2 separate regions of the Oryctolagus cuniculus genome follow, and region 2 is linked to region 1. The links are chromatin contacts, called in public Micro-C maps. All regions are on one chromosome and are shown on one strand. The core of a region is the stretch at or near the end of the contact, and the rest is flanking DNA. Distances in the headings are between cores, read along the strand shown. Region 1 overlaps MICAL2 (microtubule associated monooxygenase, calponin and LIM domain containing 2). Region 2 has its middle 33 kb from the start of DKK3.

Region 1 (5,491 bases), core at 1,512-4,011:
CATGGGGGCTTCCACTGCTGGGCAAATCAGGCCCTAGAGTAGCCCTGCAGGCCCCCTCTGGGCTGCTGCGTCTCCCTTCCTCCTGGGAATCCGAGCGGATTTGTGCTTCGGGAATGCATGTTGAAACCAGGCAGAGAGAGAGCTCTTCCGACCTGCTGGGGATTTGACAGATGTTCCCACTTCTCAAAAAGCTCCTTTGCGTCTGCATGATGAGGGTAGTAACACACACTGCAGCACTGCCGCAGAGCTGGCGCGAGCAGTACACACTGCGGGCCTGAGCGCCGGGTCCGGCATGTGGAAGCGGCTCGGTGAACGGTGGTTTCAGCCCTTCTGGGATGCTGATGGAACGAAGAGGCTTGTTTTCTGAAAAGGTGCATGAGATTATTTCATCACTTGGCTCTGTACTGCAACCAGGATCAATCCAGCATCTTCCAATGTACAAAGCACTTTTATTTAAGAAGGATCTTCCCGATGTTCATGAAGATGAGGTGTAGATTTCAAAAAATATTTTGCATCCAAGTAAACGTTTCGCTCCCTTTTCCCACGAACTTCTTGAAATGCCCTTGTGCATCTCCTTTGCTTTTCATGTTGCCTGTGGCGGGAGGCTGGGAACATAGTCTCATCCCTGTTATAGCTGGGGAATCCTGGACTTGGAGGATTCAATTTTGTAAGTCACACAGGTGGCAGATGTGAGCGCCGGAAGTAGGATTCGGATGGGTGAAATGCCGTTACTAGCACTGACCCTGCTAATAGTGTTTCATGCATCGACAGCACTCCGCAATTCAAGACATGGCTTACACCCATGTTTCATTCATCTTCATACACCTTAGGAGCCAGACAGGTCAAAGGTTGCATCTTACAGTTTAGGAAACTGAAGTCAGAGTAGCTAGGTGATTGCCCTGAGGTTGCACCAGAACTCGAGCCATGGTCCCTTGGATAAAGAGCCCGCTTGCTTTTGTTGCTGACCATCTCTCCAAATATCATAGCTGCTGCTCCAGCCACCCAGGTCAGAGCACACAGCGCCAACCTCTCTTACTCCAATCCACAGCTAGATTTCTCCAGCATTAGGCTGCACCAGCTAACTAAAGTTTATTTGCTTTGAGCTAAAATCACAATAACTCAGGAAGTATGGGAGCATGGCTATCTTGTGCTGATCAAATAAATAGAAGATACGTCTTGATTATTTTTTTAATGAGGAAACCCATTAGTTTAAGACATGCCTTTAGATGTATAGAGTCCTTGACATAATTGGGAAATCATGATAAGGAGGTGTTCTCCCTAAAGGAGGTAGGGAAATTAATTGGAAAAGAAAGGAAGCTATTTTTTTTTTATTTATTTGACATTTATAGACAGTGAAACACAGAGAAAGGTCTTCCTTCTGTTGGTTCACTCCCCAAATGGCTGCTACAGCTGGCGCTGCGCTGATCCGAAGCCAGGAGCCAGGTGCTTCCTCCTGGTCTCCCATGTGGGTGCAGGGCCCAAGCACTTGGGTCATCCTCCACTGCCCTCCCGGGCTACAGCAGAGAGCTGGACTGGAAGAGGAGCAACCAGGGCTAGAACCTGACACCCATATGGGATGCTGGCGCCACAGGCGGAGGATTAGCCAAGTAAGCCACGGCGCTGGCCCCAGGAAGCTATTTTTTCATACTGCTGCTCCTTCCAACTGGGCATAACTGTTTTCTTCCTCCTTATAGAGTGAGATAGAGTTCAAGGGGAGAGGGTTGCATAAATATAGAGAAGCAGATAAGAAAAAAATAGGTTAATCCTGGGTTTGAATTTTCTTAACATTTTTGTTTTTACCTAGATCTTGGTTAAGAATCAGTGCCTGAATGATGAACCCACAGGAAAAGTAGAAATCAATAGGATCTGTGTGTTGCTCACCTTTCTCTCTAGACTGCATTGATTGTCCCCGGGCTGCAGGAGAGCAGGGGAGCTGAGGTTGCCCCTTTGCGCTTCTTGATCCCCCCCACCACACACACACAGGGTTTGGGATCTCCTAGGACTGCTGGCTGGGCACATGTCCCCCGGGAATGCCTGTTCTGAGCCCGTGTGTATCCATACAGTCTGCAACTGCACAGCCCCTTCCTGAGCTGTTGAGGATGAAGGGAGAACGGGGTGGGCTGCTCTTTGGAGAAAAGACCAAGTCCCCGCTTGAGATGGAAACACACACACCAGAAGAATCCTGGTTGTGCATCAAGTGTTCCTGTCGGGTAGAACGTTTTGTACTTTCCCAGGCTCCGGCCTCAGGGCCAGAGCTGCGTTCACAGGCTGTGGAGTCGGGGCCCAGACTGTCTGCGCCTCCACAACCTAACCTAGTTGCAAACGAGGTCATCTGTTTCTCTTGGTGTTTACCCAAGTGTTTGGGTTGAAACCATTTCCATTCACAGAATAGGAGTGGAGGAAAATGCCAAAGACAAGGCGGGGCTCTTTCATCTGTTGTTTTGTGCTGCCTGGGTCAAATTTTTGAACAAATGTCAACAACTAAACTGTGGTTGATCTTCTCTTAAAAAAAAAAAAAAAAAAGAAGAAGAAGAAGATGGTTCTAGTAGACCAGGGAGAGGCAGGCTGGGGACAACACGGGTGCAAGTGTAGGGGAAGCAGCAGGCCCGTGGGGAATGAATGCCAGGGCGCCCATAGCTACTGCTGCAGAACAATCAGGAGGTAAAAGACTGTTCCTGTGGCCAGGTTAAGTTAGGATTTATGGGGCCGATTGGGCCGTATGCCTGGGTTTGAGGTGAGCAGGTGGCCTGCAGCCCCTCCTACTGCAGCTGCAGTGGTACAAAGACTCGCACTTAACAGGGGCCTTCTCTGGAGGGGCTCTCCCAGAGTGGGAGGCGTCCTGCAGAAGGGAGGGGTGTGTGTGTGTGTGTGTGTAGACTCAAGGGCCCTGAGGGAGCTAGCCTCTGGGAGAGGGTCCCACAGCTGGGGACTGCTGGTAGCACAGTCCAACCCCAGAAGGGGATGGTGGAGCCCAGGTAGACCCAGCCCAGCCTGGGACAGCTTACCCAACAGGGTGCAAGGAGAGGCTAAACCTCTACCGCAGCTCTTAGCATCAGCTCAGCCTGTGCCATCCTACTCATTCCTTAGGGGATGACAGTGGTTGGAGCCCTTTGGTGGTTCTTGCAGGGCTGATGCAGTGGGCTTAGATAAGGCAGGGTTTTCCAGGTTTAAATGTCCAGGCAGCAGTGGGCCAGGAGAGGTTATCAGTAGAACAATAGCCTTGTAATGTGTTGTGCAAGCTGGGAAACTTTGGAGAGTGGAAGGGGACACTGTTAATAATTATGCAGGGGGGGCCGGCGCCGTGGCTCAACAGGCTAATCCTCCGCCTAGCGGCGCCGGCACACCGGGTTCCAGTCCCGGTCGGGGTGCCGGATTCTGTCCCGGTTGCCCCTCTTCCAGGCCAGCTCTCTGCTGTGGCCAGGGAGTGCAGTGGAGGATGGCCCAAGTGCTTGGGCCCTGCACCCCATGGGAGACCAGGAGAAGCACCTGGCTCCTGGCTTCGGATCAGCGCGATACGCCGGCCGCAGTGCGCCAGCCGCGGCGGCCATTGGAGGGTGAACCAATGGCAAAAGGAAAACCTTTCTCTCTGTCTCTCTCTCTCACTGTCCACTCTGCCTGTCCAAAAAAATAATAATAATAATTATGCAGGGGGGAGGGAGGCAGTAACCTGTTTGGCTTGGGCAAACTGGGCTGCGTGGTTATTGTAGGCATCAGGCCAGCTCTCATGCTTATTTGAGATTAATAAAATATCACAGCTGGGATGGTGCCTCAGTTGCCGATTTAATTCATCACCAAATCCCTGGACAGCTCACTTGAGTCCTGAGAATGCCTCTAAAGTGAGCCAGTGTCACCTCCGTGTAGGAGAGAGGCTCTCAAGGTACAGAAAGACCGCAGGTGGCCTCCAAAAGGCAGTGCACTGAGGGCATCGGCAGGCCTTCCTGTGACCTTGGATGAATCGTTAATCTGCTCGGAGCCTTAGGTCGCGTTGCAGCAGTGACAACCCCTGCCTGCCCATGTCACAGGGATTCACTTTGCTTGGGATATTTCATCATGAGCTTTTGGGATGTAGCTCGCAACTGCTCCTACCGAACCCTTGGCACCTGTGCAAGGTCAGGCACTCTCCAATGCTTGTCACAGTGCAGGTCACTGATGGCCATGTCTGCCTGCTGGCAGGGATCCAGCCCCAGTGCCAGTTCAAGGCTAGCCCACAGTGTCCCTGGGCTCACCATGTTTTCTTGGTCGTTGCAGGTGGATGGCCAACCCGAAGAGAACGACATGAACAAACGCAGGCGGAAAGGCATCAACAACGTGGACGAGGTTTGTGTGCCTGGGGTCCCTATAAACAAAGGCCTTCTCCTGACAGCTGGTGGCCAGAGACCCGCCTGACCGCAGCTGCAGCCCCGACCCTTCTTTCTGTCCTCTCCCAGAACCACTGGGTTCCAAATCAGTCAGGGGTCGTGTCCTCGCCTTGCCTCAGTACTTGGCAGCTATGCAACCTTGAGAAAGGTAACTCCCAGGGTGTGGACCCTACCCATATAAGGCAATAATACATTCAAAACAAACTGCAGGGTTTCTAAAGATCAGTAAGATGACTTACACAGCCTGGCACCCATGGGCTACTCCGCGTACAATCACTGTTAAGAGAAGGTAGTCCAGGGGCCCCAGCAGTCCCACTGTCCTCCCAGGCAATGTTTGGAGTCTTCCCATGTTTTCTGCACTTTCAGTCTAAGACAAACATCCCAGTGCCCACGAGCGCCACCGTCTGGTGAAAGAGAAAAATTGCAGAGTCAAAGGAGGGCACTAATGGAACACCTGCTTCTGAAAAATTGCTTAGCAGAAGCGAGCTGGTTCCTGCTCCACGAGGCAGATCTTTCAAGAGACCTGAGATACGCACTTCATCCAAAAAAAAAAAAAAAAAAAAAAGCTAATTCAGAAAGTTCGTGGAAATTGAATCAAAACATAAATTGATTTGGGGGCGAGGAAGTTTTTTCATAATGCTCACTTTCCATGCATTTTTAAGTGTTTGCATGTTGTTGGTGACGTGAGGGGATACCACCCTTGTGTAGCCCTTTTCTAGAGTGTCTTTGGGTGACCCCAGCACCAAGTGTTGCTTGCAGCCTCTTTAGCCAACAGGGAGTTCATTGAGAGGCGGGGCAGGGGCTGAGTGGCAGCTGCCAGTCACAGGTGGCGGTACCTCCTCCCCAGAAGCTTCCCTGGGTGTACTGTGTCTCAGCTGGAAGTCTCTTCCTGCCTTTCCTGCTCCTGCTCCTTCGAGGAGGGCCAGGTGCTGTTTCCTTGGCTGGCAGCCCACGACCAGCAGTGGGGAGAAATCTACTCTGCATCTGCTCCTTCTCAGGAGGCGCTGGGCTGTTTCCTGGGCAGCTGTTTTGCTGAAAGTCAGCTCTAACAAAGCAATCAATCTTTCTAAAGTCCGGCTACTCAAAGATCTGGCAGCTTCGGTGTCACCTGGCAGCGTGTTTAGAACGCAGAC
Region 2 (5,491 bases), core at 1,044-3,543, 170 kb before region 1:
CTTTGGACACTCACCTGCCACTCTACACTGTGTGCAGACCTGTGTTGGGATCCTGCTTCTTCAAAGGGACTGCAGGGCTTGGCTTGATTCATTTTGTTTTCCCTAAAGATGCATTTACTTATTTGAAAGGCAGAGTTACACACAGAGAGGGAGAGAGATCAATTGATCTTTCATCTGCTGCTTCATTCCCCAAATGGCTGCAAATGGCCCCAGGCAGAAGCCAGGAGCCTGGAACTGCATCCGGGTCTACCATGTAGGTGGCAGGAGCCCAAGTACTTGAGTCCTCCTGTGCCACTCCCCAGGCACATTAGCAGGGCGCTGGATGGAAAGTGAAGCAGCTAGGACTTGAGCAGGGACTCAGATGGGATGCCGGTGTTGCAGGCAGCAGCTTAACCCACTACGCCACGATGCTAGCCCCTTGGCTTGACTCTTGCCTGGATGGAGGTCACCACGTAGGTGGGAAGGCAAAACGTGCCAGGAAGCAACCAGAAGACAAATCTTAGGCAACACCCAGGGCAGTGCGCCACCTGGTGGTGCAGGCCTTGCAGAGAGAGGCATAGGAGGTCTGTGGGCTGGTCTTGAAGGCAGCCCAGGAGTCTGACTGGCAGGGCTGATGGGAGAGAAGAGGCAGCGGGGGATGGTGTCGAGGCAGAGGAACGGCGTGAGCAAAAGGAGGCACAGAGGTGGGGAGGGAGGCTTTCGTGGAGGGGAGAGACGACTTTGCTAAGCAAACCACTCGGGCTTGGAAGCTGGGCTGAATTGCTTGAGTCTACAGAGGAGGGCGGCTGCCAGACAGTGGGGGTTGGGCCAGGGAAGAGGTGAATCTAGGACTGTGCTGGCAGTGTGGTTGGGGGCTCGGCAGGGGAGATCCTGCGGTCGAGGTGCCCATCAGTGAGACGTGCCACCCACGGCCTCGCTGGGGCAGCACACGGTGCCATTTCCAGGGCCACTAACATCCCGTGAGCTCAAATTGCTGGGGCCCAACTGGGTAACCAGACACTGGGCTTGGTGATCTTGCACAGCAAGTCTGCACCGAGGGGGGTGGGGCAGATGGTGGGCATTAGGACGTGAGTCCCAGATCCCCAGCCAGCTTGGAGAGAACAGGGTGAAGGCTGAGACCGGGGGGTACAGGGAAGGGAGGGAGCGTGTAAACAGAGAGGGCCAGATATAAAATCACATAGACACACGTGCACGTGGCCCACGGCCCCTTGATGGATACACACTAACCCCCTGTGCAAATGTACATGCACACACGTCCAGGCACATGGACATGGTTACAGGGTTCACAGCAATGAAGCTAGGGCTGCAGGTTCACTGATGGTGGTTTCTATAGGCTTCGCTAGTAAACACTACTTATTTTGGAAAGCAACTTCTCTGTTTTCCAATAAAACATTGGGACATACGGTATTGGATTTCCCTGATCTGACATTGACCTAAAAAAATGTGCTGGCAGGAACAGAAAATGCGATGCCCCACTGTGCTGGCAGGCACCGGTCAGCTTCGCTCCTCTTGGCTTTGATTGCAAAGGTCAAGATGCAAGTGGGGGGCCAGCGAGGCCTCACTGTCCAACCAGCATTCTTGCCGCGGAGCTGCAGGGAAGCCGAGGACAGAGCTGGGGGCTTCCTGCCGGCCTGTATGCCCATGGCCTTGAAGAGCAGGCAGGGGGGATGAGCTGAGGGGACAACGTGTCACGGAGGCAGCAGACGGAGATGGCTCCAGGATGGGCAAAACGTGGATAGGGCCCAGCTGGGGGATGGGCACATGTGTGCCCCTACAGTGGCCATCAGAGAAATGCGCCTGGAGCCCTGAGTGGGGTTTGAGGTGGGTTCCTGTCCCTGGGAGGGGGACTGGCTTCTATGGGCAGAGCAGTCAGGCCCAGCTCCAGATGACGGGCGGGGCGGGCTGCAGGCGTGGGCACAGTGGCAAGGCCTGGGAGGCAGAAGCCCACCTCCAGGCGGGAACACTGGCATTCCTTGTTTCTTTAGGGGGCATTGGTCCTGGTCTGATCAACAGTGAGAAAGGAGCAGTGTGCCCCCATAGCCCAGAGCCCCTCAGGACCCCCAAATTGAGCCTGAAACTTGACAATGGTCTTCCTCCATGAGGATGAGTGAGATCAGAAGTGTAAGGTGCTCAGCGAGGGCGGGACACACGCCCTGAGGCAGAGAGGAATACAATGGGCCTGGCAGAAGTGCTGGGGATCCAATGAGATCATCTGTCTAAGGCACTTCCAACAGGGCGTGCATTTAGTAAGCATGACAACCGTTTGCTGTGGAAGTGAGTCTTACTGGGGATGACTCAATCACACATTGGGCCACTTACCCCTTCGGCATGACTTTGCTAGGGTTCTCTGTGTGCCAGGCACGGCTCGAGGCCCCGGGGGTGCAGCGGTGAACAGAAAACCCACGCCCTCAGCCCTGGCATCCGTGAATATGCCGTGTCCATGGCTAGCAGGAGTTAAGTTGCCTAGCAGCTGACCCAAAGATCCAGAAGTGAGCCTGGCTTAACCAGGTGCGCTGGCTGCAGCCACAGGGGTCCCTCAAAGGGGAAGAGGGGCAGGCGAGGCAGGGTGAGAGGAGCTGAGCTGGTAGAAGCCGAGGCTGGAGCAACGGGAGTCTTGGCCCCAAGCCGAGGCAGACAGGTGGCCGGTGGCAGCTGGAAAGGGCACGGAAACAGAGCCTCCTGGCGGCCTCCAGGGAGAAACATGGCCCTGCCTTTGACTTAATCCAGTGAGATTTCTGACCTTGAGAACGGGGGGATCATAAATTTTGTCGTTTCGAGGCTCTGAGTTTGCAGGAATTTGTTACAGCAGCCACACGCTGTGGCTGCAAACCCTTCCTTGTGGAGCTTACCTTCTCACCGCGGGAGACGGGGCATGAGGAATTGTGGCACATACGGTGTGGCATGGGGTGCTTCCTTCCCCTCACTGGTGGGGCGGGGAGCGCCCAGCATGGGGTGCAGGGCCCCTCTGGCCGTGGCCACCTCTGCTCCTTGTACCCCTCTGCCTGCCAGGGGCCTGCAGGGTGGGGCTGAAGCACACAGCCAAGGTGCACAGGCTCCTGGGCTAGGGAGGAGGCAGGTGCGCGGTATCTGGCCCAGGGGAGTGGTGCGGTCTGCGGCCAAAGTCTGGGGCAATTAGCATGTGCCCAGATCCCCGTGGGTGGGGACGTGAGGAACTATGACTGGTCCAAGTCCGTGGCGGGTGAAAGCCAGGCTGGGCGGCTGCTCTAGGAGCTCCAGGTTTCCATAGTGATTACCAGCTCTTGGTCACGCCTAATGAGGAACACGGAGAATCCTCCTGTGGGAGGCCACTGGGCTCCTTGCTGAAGCCTTCCTCTTTGATCTTTGGCCTTTAATTGGCAGGCTGAGCCCAGGGAGCCTCCTCAGGAGATGGCTGAGGCTTGGGCAGGGCTCTGCCTCACCTGCCCATCCCTGTTCTGGTTGCTGAAGTCCCTGCTCCACCCCTGAGCCTTCGCTGAGCAGGGGAGGGAGGCCTTGAGGAGCTGCACCATGCAGGCGGGGTCCGCTACTCAGGGTGCAGCTCAAAGACCTGGAAGCGATGGTGCCTGTGGCCCATGTTTGGGATCTTAGGTTGTACACTGCTCGAAGGCACTGCATGGCACATAATAGGCATCTTAATTTATGTCGGAGCCCAGTGGGTGGCAGAGACTCCAAGCCACCTGATGGGTGGCTGGGGGGAGCTCCCTGGGACCTGAATCCACGGTGGCACCAGGGCCGCGCACAAACTCTGGCACACACGTGTGCATGCTGTCCCACCCTCCTGCACAGCAGGTACCTACTGCCATTTAAGGCCTGATTCATAGGGCTCTCAGACTTTGGACCTGCAGTGGTCATCTCACGGGAAGTCTGCTGGGGGTGGGGCGCGGCACTTGGGTGTGCATGCTGCTGGCCACAGGGGTGCCACACGGGTGTGTGTGTGTGTGTGTGTGTGTGTCGCACCAGGGCTGTTTGTGCTAACGTGACCCTTCTTTTTTAACTCGAGGGAAAGACATGTTTCTCCTATTTGCACAAAGATACCCAGTGGGCCAGCTGGGCCCTGCCCTGGCTCGCCAAAATGCCCTCACCTGGGCTATGAAGACTTGCCTTCTACTTCCCTGGCCAAAGTTCCCACCTCATGGAGTAGCTAGAGCCCGACCGAGCCCTGGCCCTATTCCTCTCGGTTTCTTCCCCAGGGGCTGGGCTCAGACCTGTGCCGCTGGGTGGCATTGATGTTGCCTGCAGCCTGCCCTTCCGCGTCCTCAGCTGGCCACTGGTGGAGCAGAGGATGCACTCCCTGGGAGAGGTGGGAGAGAACTTGGGAAGCCTCTCTGCAGGGCGGTGTGTCACAGAAGCGCCTGGCCTTTGCCCCAGGCACTGAGCTGTAGGGACTCTGTGCTTTAGAGAAATCGTGCCCAGGTGTTGCCGAAAGGATGTTTGCCCTAGCAACGTCCATCAGGAGAACGAGTGGCCAAAGGCCAGCTGCCCTGGCTCTCCTGCCCGCGTTCCTCACGGTCAGTCCGGGAGCCGAGGGCGGGCACAGTGCACAGAGGCTTGTCTGTAAAATCTGACAGTAGCTTTTAAAGTTACGGCAGATATTGTATCCCACCCTCGAAATGAAAAGCATGATCTCTTAGGTTGATTCTCCTAGGTTTATTGAGGTATAAGAAATAAAAATTATGTGTATTTAAGGTATATAGCAAAGGCTGTAATATGATGTAATGATTTTGCTACACTGTGATCCAACAAGTAAGCTCAGGGACACTTATGTGCACCACCACACTGTGTGTGTGTGTGTGTGTGTGTGTGTACTGAGAAGCTTTAGGATCTACTCTCCTAACAACGTCAGTAGACTGCACTAGAATGAACTGCAGTCGCCCTGCTCCAGCACACACACTGGCAGATTGTGTTTGTCCTGCCTGCCTGAAGCATCTGCCCACCTGCCCCAGCCCCAGCCGCCACGGCCTGTTCTCTGCGTCTGTGAATTTTATCTCTAAGACTCCACAGAGGAGCGAGATCACACAGGACTTGGCTTTCTGTGCCTGGATCATTTCACTGAGCATGCGCCCTCTGGGTTTGTCTGTGTTGTGGCAAACAGTAGGGTCAGACCACACGTGAGGCCTAACCTTTTAGAGCCAGGCTCTGATAATGAGTCTTAGGTTGTTTTTCCTCGAAGTAACACCTGAGACAAAAATTTGCATGCAGGTAGTTTATTTTTGAGGCAATTCCAAAGGGTACTGAAAGAGGAGCAGAGACAGAGATGTGAGAAATCGAGGGAGACCACAGGACGACTCATCGGACAAGTCCCTCCCGTGGGCAGTGAGGCTGAACTGCACTGGGGCTCTGGGGAATGGGGAGCACGCACCTGGGCTGAGTGGTGAGGAGCCGGGCTGTGTGTCCACGGTAGGAGCCGGGCTGTGTGTCCTCTGAGGGAGCTGGGCTGCGTATCCATTGTGGGAGCCGGGCTGTGTGTCCACCGAGGGAGCCGAGATGGGCT

What was found. Hi-C and Micro-C count contacts between places; a contact is called where the count stands out from the background.
Region 2: a Micro-C map of ear pinna shows a contact between it and region 1, with 3 times the contacts expected there. The contact joins two enhancer-like sites. A contact is called at or near these places in 3 of 6 Hi-C or Micro-C datasets (ear pinna, psoas muscle and an unstated tissue).

Annotation. Positions count from the first base shown.
Region 1 is chr1:54,005,236-54,010,726 of mOryCun1.1, reverse strand. MICAL2 (microtubule associated monooxygenase, calponin and LIM domain containing 2) reads left to right here. Exons shown (of 36, transcript XM_070073245.1): 16 at 4,249-4,317. Among named protein-coding and RNA genes, the nearest start is that of MICAL2, 120 kb to the left of the region's middle. Within about 2 kb of position 2,761, at least 1 of the 8 cell types and tissues checked has an H3K27ac peak or open chromatin away from gene starts, as enhancers often do. A contact at or near this core is called in ear pinna, where this site is marked.
Region 2 is chr1:54,178,948-54,184,438 of mOryCun1.1, reverse strand. No RefSeq gene overlaps it. Among named protein-coding and RNA genes, the nearest start is that of DKK3, 33 kb to the left of the region's middle. Within about 2 kb of position 2,293, at least 3 of the 8 cell types and tissues checked have an H3K27ac peak or open chromatin away from gene starts, as enhancers often do. A contact at or near this core is called in ear pinna, where this site is marked.